Regions from separate parts of the Mus musculus genome. Here region 2 is linked to region 1. The links are chromatin contacts, called in public Hi-C maps. All regions are on one chromosome and are shown on one strand. Each heading gives the region's core, a stretch centred on a gene start, on an enhancer-like site or on the middle of the called end of the contact. The rest is flanking DNA. Distances are from core to core; before and after follow the strand shown.

Region 1 (3,203 bases), core at 476-2,975:
TGAAACGGAGCATGAAACATCAAAATCTACCACTTACCTGAAGCAGAACCAGATGAAGATTTTAAAGAGCAGGCTAGGCTTCTTAAGGCCAGGGTCTCATTTTTTTCTGGTTTTATCAAACTAGTTGATAAAAACCAAGCCAAGGTCAAAGGTCACCTCTGCCCGCCTCTGCCCGTGGGGTGTTGTGGATGTTGGAAACCCAGAAACCGTGGCTTTCTGAACTGTGAATCATTCTCACCGTTAACATGTAGAACCCCCAGGAAGTAACCCAGGACCTTCCCCTAGGTTGAGTAGGTTCCCAAAGGCTGAAGGGAGACTGTGGGGAGCAGAGAACAGGAATTCCAGGAAAGACTGGATTTTGCTGGAAATGGAGGCTGAACACCCCATGCAGGAGATGATCTCCACGATGTGAACACAGATGCAGGCAGGGTGGTGACAGTGATGGGGGACCCTAGGGCATCATGTGCTTGCATGTTAAGTTTGCGTGTTAAATACTCTTGGATAAAAAGAAAACATTTCAGATGAGTGTTACAGCTTGAATTTTTCTTAAGCTTGTATATGTCTCCACCCAAATTTAAGTACCTGTGTCTGAGGAAATCATTTTTAAAAATCGTGTATGTGTGTATGTGTGTGTGTGTGTGTGTGAGAGAGAGAGAGAGAGAGAGGGAGAGAGAGAGAGAGGAGAGAGAGCATTTATATGAAGTTTTAAAAACATGTATTTCATTGCTAAATTACAATTTATATTTTGTGAGGTAAACTATCATTTTCTTCCTCCTTAGGGACTTATGTTGGAATTTATTCCTAAGAGTCAGTCAACAAGTCTACTTACTAGTGAATTTCATTGCATTAAAACTGTTTAATCATTGAGGGGCCTCCTGGTTTCTATCTGGGACAATTTGATTCGGTCAGAGTTGTTCCTGTGTGGTCGCCTAGAACCTGTGACAGAGAAGGCTATGCATACTTGGAGGCAGGCTGTTTGCTTATCACACAGAAGTCACAGTTTGGAGACTCCTAACTTTTCTAGCTGCAGAGGATCTAACACCGTTGTCGCTGCCGTCGTTAGTACAGTTAATTGTTCGCACATTTCCTGCTAACCAGGTAGAACAGAGACCTCTCCAATGAGATGCATGTTTACACTTAAACAGCTTTTAATAGCAGGCTCAAGGCCTCTGGAGTCTGCTGCTAGATCATCTTCAAATCTTTGTGTGGAGAACTCACCACAAGGACATTTGTAATCCGGCCTCCAATTATGCCATGCTGTGCAGAAAATCAAAGCAACTTCACATTCTAACAAGAGTCTTTATACAATAACAGTCAGTAAGTTATTTTTACTCAACTAAAAAGCCAATAATTTTTTAAGAAGCCAAACTTTTAATATTTTATACTGCACCTCAATGCATGTTCTATAATCGCAGTTGTGAAAGCTCTGCGTGGCAGTGGAAGTCACAGTCCTTGGCTAGCACGGCCCAGACCCCAGACCTTCATCTAGGCCATTGAGTGTGTCAGGCATCATTCTTCACAAAAAGCCCCCATGAAGCCCAAGTGCTCGCCAGGGATTTTTTTCTCCTGTTCCCTTTTTGTATGATTTTCTGTTTCGAGGGAAACAGTGGTGCTAATTTTGTTATGTGCAGCTGCCTGTCCCTTTGCAGCCCCTGGCATTCTCTTCAGTGTGTGCAGTGTAAATGTCTCCATGCAGCCTGTGAAAATGAAAGGCAAACGTTTCAGAGCTGAAGCACAGGCCGGTGATCAGAGCCACAGGGCTGTGTTCTGGCACTCTGGCCTACTTGCCCCCTGCCCTGCCATTGTCCTGCCTTCCTATTTCCTAATGTGTCCTTAGCCTTAGTGGCCACAAAAGGAGCCGAGGATGGAGGTGGAGGTGCAGGCGGAGGTGCAGAAAAGAAGCAGGGGTCATTCAGAGCTTTCATGTCCCTGTAGTTGGATGCGAGAGGTCTAGCTGAGAAAGCACTTGACTCCTGATGAAACAGGAAGTTGGATGTTGCTGGTTTTGTTTTATTTTAAGTTTAGCCCCCCCCCAAAAAAAACAACAAAAAAACAAAAAACTAAAATAGTGCTAATAATGTGGAAAAAAATTTTAAAAAAAGTTTGTTGTAAAGATGTGCAGCAGAAAATTATCTCCTTTCCATTTTCAGAGCTTTAGTTGTGAAGAGATGGCCCTGTATTTCGGAGCTTGTCTGGCTCTGGCTGCAGATGTGTTCAGTTCCCACACTCATACGGTGACCGTGAAAACCACCTGTGGCTTGTGCTGGCCTGTTTCCCTTCGCTTCCCATTCATTCAACTTAAGTGATTTCTGAAATAAATTACATTTTAATAAAAAACACACAACCTTTTTTCTTTAGCTATTTTTAGATTTGTAGGTGGTTGTAAGACCATACATACCTTGTATCCAGTTTCTTCTATGCCATAGAGTCTATGGGAACATTGTACAAACCCATAGTACATCATCCCAGCCAAGAGCTGTCATCAAGGTAGTCGAGATACAAGATACAGAGCATTTCTGTTACTATGTGTTTCCCTCCTTATGTCCTTCTACCAACACCTTCCTCTCTCCCTCACCCTTCCACCCTGATATTTGGCATCACTGATCTGCTTCCAACCTTTGTAACATTTTCTTTTAAAGAATGTTATATAAACAAGATATTCCATGTTTAGGCCGTTGGAATTTTTTCTGCTCAGAAACCTCCACCAAGGTTCATCTAGGCCATTGAGTGTGTCCGTAGTTAATTTCTCTTTATTAGCAAGTTTTTCATTGGTTTAAGGGTGGTTGTTTCTTATTTTTAGCTATTGTCTCTAAGGCTGTTGTAAGCAACTGTTTAAGGAGTGGTATGAATGTAAGACTTCATCTGTCTAATGGGAATGGCTAGATTTTGTAATTTTAAAAGAAAGCAACGACCACCCAGAGTGTCTATACCTTCATCCATTTCCACCAGCAGTGTGGCTACTCCATTTCTTTGCATCTTTGCCAGAATTTTCTGTTGTTGCTGTTTTTATTTTGTTTTATTTTAGCCATCTGATAGGTGCACAAAAGTATCTCATGCCTCTGAGAATTGAACCCAGGGCCTTGCGCATGTGAGGCAAGTGTTCTTCCACCGAGCTGCAGCCCCATCCTGGGCCATGGCTTTAACTTGCCTTCTTTGTGCTTAATGGTGTTGCCTTCCTTTCATGCCTTCATCTGCCGGCTGTA
Region 2 (3,203 bases), core at 288-2,787, 110 kb before region 1:
CCAATCCTTAGCAAATGCAAAGTCTTGGATTTGATTCAGGCAAACATGTAGACAAAATCATTTTAAAATTAAAATAGGATTCAGGCATAGAGGTGCATGACTTTAACCCCAGCACTCAGTGGGGGTGGGATGGTGGCAGAGGCAAGTGGATCACTGTGAGTTGGAGGCCAGCCTGCTCTACATAGTGAGTTTGAGTACAGCCAGAGCTACACAGTGAGCTCCTGTCTTGAGCCCCCCTGGCCCCCCCCAAAACGGTTAGAATTCTTTCTAGTCTACTATAGGGGGTTTTAATAGTTATGTGTTATGCTGATATAGTAAGAGCATACATGTAATGAGAAATTAATAATTCATTATTTTAAACGAATATATTTCTCACAGTACTAATGTTTTGGATTGACATTGTTTCAATGTTGGATCTTGTCACCTGCTAGGAAAGAGCTCTACCACTGGGTTACACCCCTATTCCAACCTAACTCCTATTTAACATTTCCTTTCAGTGAAATCTTTGAAGGTAGAGAGAGCCAGTGGGATAGCTTGTCAGGCAAGTCTGGCCATCCGTTTAATCACTGAAACCACATAAAGGTGGGAGGATGGAACTGATTCCACAAAGTTGTCCTCTGACCTTCACACTCGTACGTGGTACCTAAGTGTTCATATTCCATGCACAGGCACACATTGGTATTATTAATAATAAAATCTTTGAAGGTGGCTGTCTCTTAGCGAAGTTGTGGAAAGGAACTTTTAAGTCTGCCGATGGGGAGGACACAAAGGAAAGGAGGCATTTCCCCCCCCCCCCCGGTTCTTTGTGCAATACAGCTCCTGACCATTGTGCTTTGTTGCAGACGTCTGAAGATGTAATAATTCTTTCTAAAAGTACAAGGAAAGGTCCACCAGTTCCTGTTCCCTGCCCAGCTAAGGAGCACACCTCAGCCTTCTTTTGTCTTCTGAAAATAAAAGAAGGGTTAGAGCGTAGGGTTTTCTAAGCGCTAAACGCGGGCGCTTACAAGCTTCTGTGGTTGCACCAGAGTAAATAGCTATTGTAAAACAGATGTTCACTAAAATAAGGGTGCTCGAGGCACAGGGGCCCATGGAGCTGACTTAGGGCAGCGCACAGGTGGGGAGAGCCGCCAGGTCGGGAATGTGGGTGACTGTTTTCTGCAGGTGCCGCCTCCTCGCTTTGGCTTCCAAGAGAGCAAGAACCGGGTGTTGCAGGGTGCAAGTCTTGACTCCTGAAACAGCTCAAATGTTATTCCAGGTTGTAGACACCGATCTCGTGAAGTGTCCACACATGGCCCGGTCCAGGACAAACAGCATCCATACCAACCACCGCCCGCGAAGGGAGCGAGCCAGGGCTTGGGGCGCTAGGGGGCTGGCCCGACTGGGCTCACTACTGCTGTTTTGCGATGATTGCTTCCTCCGCCCGCTCATCATCCCCATTCCTTATTCTGATTGGATCTTCCTCCTGCTAATCGGTTCCGCCGCGCTGACCTCCATTGGCCCCCTACCTAGGCCCCGCCCCATGAGCTGGGCACGGGCAGTGGGGCGCCCGGGAGAGAACCCAGCTTGCTTGGGGTTTGGGGGAGGCGGTGGTGGCTCTGTAGAAGGAAGAAGAGTGGGGCGGGAGGAAGCAGCGGTGGCGATCCGGTCAGGGTGATGGTGCAGGTGCTAAGGGCCGGCGCGGAGCTGCCGCGCTGAGGGGCGACGGGTCCGGAGTCCGCAGCGCCGCCGCGTCGCTCCCGAGGACGGGCGAGCGGGCGGGAAGATGCTGAGCAGGTTGATGAGCGGCAGCAGCAGGAGTCTGGAGCGCGAGTACAGCTGCACCGTGCGGCTGCTGGACGACAGCGAGTACACCTGCACCATCCAGGTCAGCGCCGCGCCGCCCGCCCGCCCGCCCGCCGGCTCGCGGGATCCGGCTCCCCAGACTCGGCCAAGTTGGCGGGGTCCGCCGCCCGGGGTCGCTCCAGCTCTAACCCCGGCGCGGCGCTTTGTCCGCCCCGCAGCCGCACCGCCCGGCGCGCGGCATCCCAGCCCGAGCTCAGCCGGGCACTGGTACCACGCGCCGCGCGCCCCTGCGGGGTGAGTCGCGTCCCGCACCTGCAACTCCTGCTCTGCGCCTTCTCGGGCGGGGGACCCCGGGTCTCGGCTTCTTCAGCCAGCGGATAGGCAGCACCTTGGGCGGGCATCCTGAGCTAGGCGTGTAGGGCGGGAGACGCCTGCCCGGGCCGCCCCGTCGAGGGGTGCGGGCTGAGGCTCCCCCGGCCCCGCCAGGCCCGCCAGCCAGCCTTTATCTCCCTGGTTGGAAGGATAAAGGTTTATGTCATAATTTCTCCTGAGCGTTTGTGAGTCAGACGGAACGCGCAGCCCATGCAGAGTGGCCTATTGAAGGCGCCCAGCCCTCTGTGCTTTGAGGCTCTAGCTCCCTTCCTTGTCTTTTGACCCCCAAATCTCAGCGTGTTGGTTATTTCTGGGGGTGGGGGGCGTGAGGCAAAGATTTAGCAACAAGTCACAGAGATTTGGAGGTTAGCAGTGGCTGGAAGGAGTCGGGGACTTAGGGAAAAGCCAACAATGCAATAATGCCACACAGCATTTCTTTCAGAACCTGGTTTTTACAACCCCTTGCTTGTGTTCCTTCACTACTGCTGTGTGGCGCGTCAGGAGTCTAATATGGTTTTCCCCAGGAATGCAGTCTGTCCTTTGTAAAGTCAGAGGTTGAAAACACTGACCATGCTCACAGATTTAGTTCTTCAACCAGAGGACCCTGCGCTCACCGCCAAAAACTGCTCTTTGTGGAGAAGAAAATTTGAGTTGGACCCAGAAGGGTCTCACCTGATCCCTTTCCTTTCCTGCAAGAACCTGGAGGAGGCTTCTAAGCACAGATGTGTGTGTGTGTGTGGGGGGGAGCCTGCCTAGATTTAACCCTCAGGGTGCCCCCATCTATCTTCTGTCTGTCTGTCTGTCTGTCTGTCTGTCTGTCTATCATCTATCTATCGTCTTGCTAATAGATCACAATACCATTAAAAAGAGAGAGAGAGAGACTTGTGAGAAAGACCCTGGGTAGAGAGTAGATGCTTAATGCTGACTGTGCTCAGTTCAACCTCTTCCCCAGAAACCTGCCCCCCCGCCCCGCTTCCCCTCTCACCCCCCCCCCCCCGCCCCTCACCCCAAGCCCTGAGCTTAAGTGCTGATTGCTGCCAAAGATCCAG

Evidence for each region. Hi-C and Micro-C count contacts between places; a contact is called where the count stands out from the background.
Region 2: a contact with region 1 is called in a Hi-C map of olfactory sensory neurons, with 2.1 times the contacts expected there. The contact joins the promoter of Frmd5 here to the enhancer-like site in region 1. A contact is called at or near these places in 5 of 39 promoter capture datasets (the HPC-7 cell line, cranial neural crest, hippocampal neurons and 2 more), 7 of 484 Hi-C or Micro-C datasets (the HL-1 cell line, cerebral cortex, conventional dendritic cells and 4 more), 11 of 115 datasets of contacts at active chromatin or transcription factors (SST interneurons, bone marrow-derived macrophages, embryonic forebrain and 5 more) and 2 of 9 other capture datasets (adipose tissue and pancreatic islet).

What each region holds. Positions count from the first base shown.
Region 1 is chr2:121,698,028-121,701,230 of GRCm38.p6, reverse strand. The region is part of intron 1 of Frmd5 (FERM domain containing 5); the gene reads left to right. It also overlaps the pseudogene Gm14021. Among named protein-coding and RNA genes, the nearest start is that of Frmd5, 110 kb to the left of the region's middle. Within about 2 kb of position 1,725, at least 19 of the 459 cell types and tissues checked have an H3K27ac peak or open chromatin away from gene starts, as enhancers often do. A contact at or near this core is called in SST interneurons, cerebral cortex, hippocampal neurons and 1 more, where this site is marked.
Region 2 is chr2:121,805,391-121,808,593 of GRCm38.p6, reverse strand. Frmd5 (FERM domain containing 5) reads left to right here and starts at 1,537. Exons shown (of 14, transcript NM_001360084.1): 1 at 1,537-1,864. The coding sequence starts at 1,763.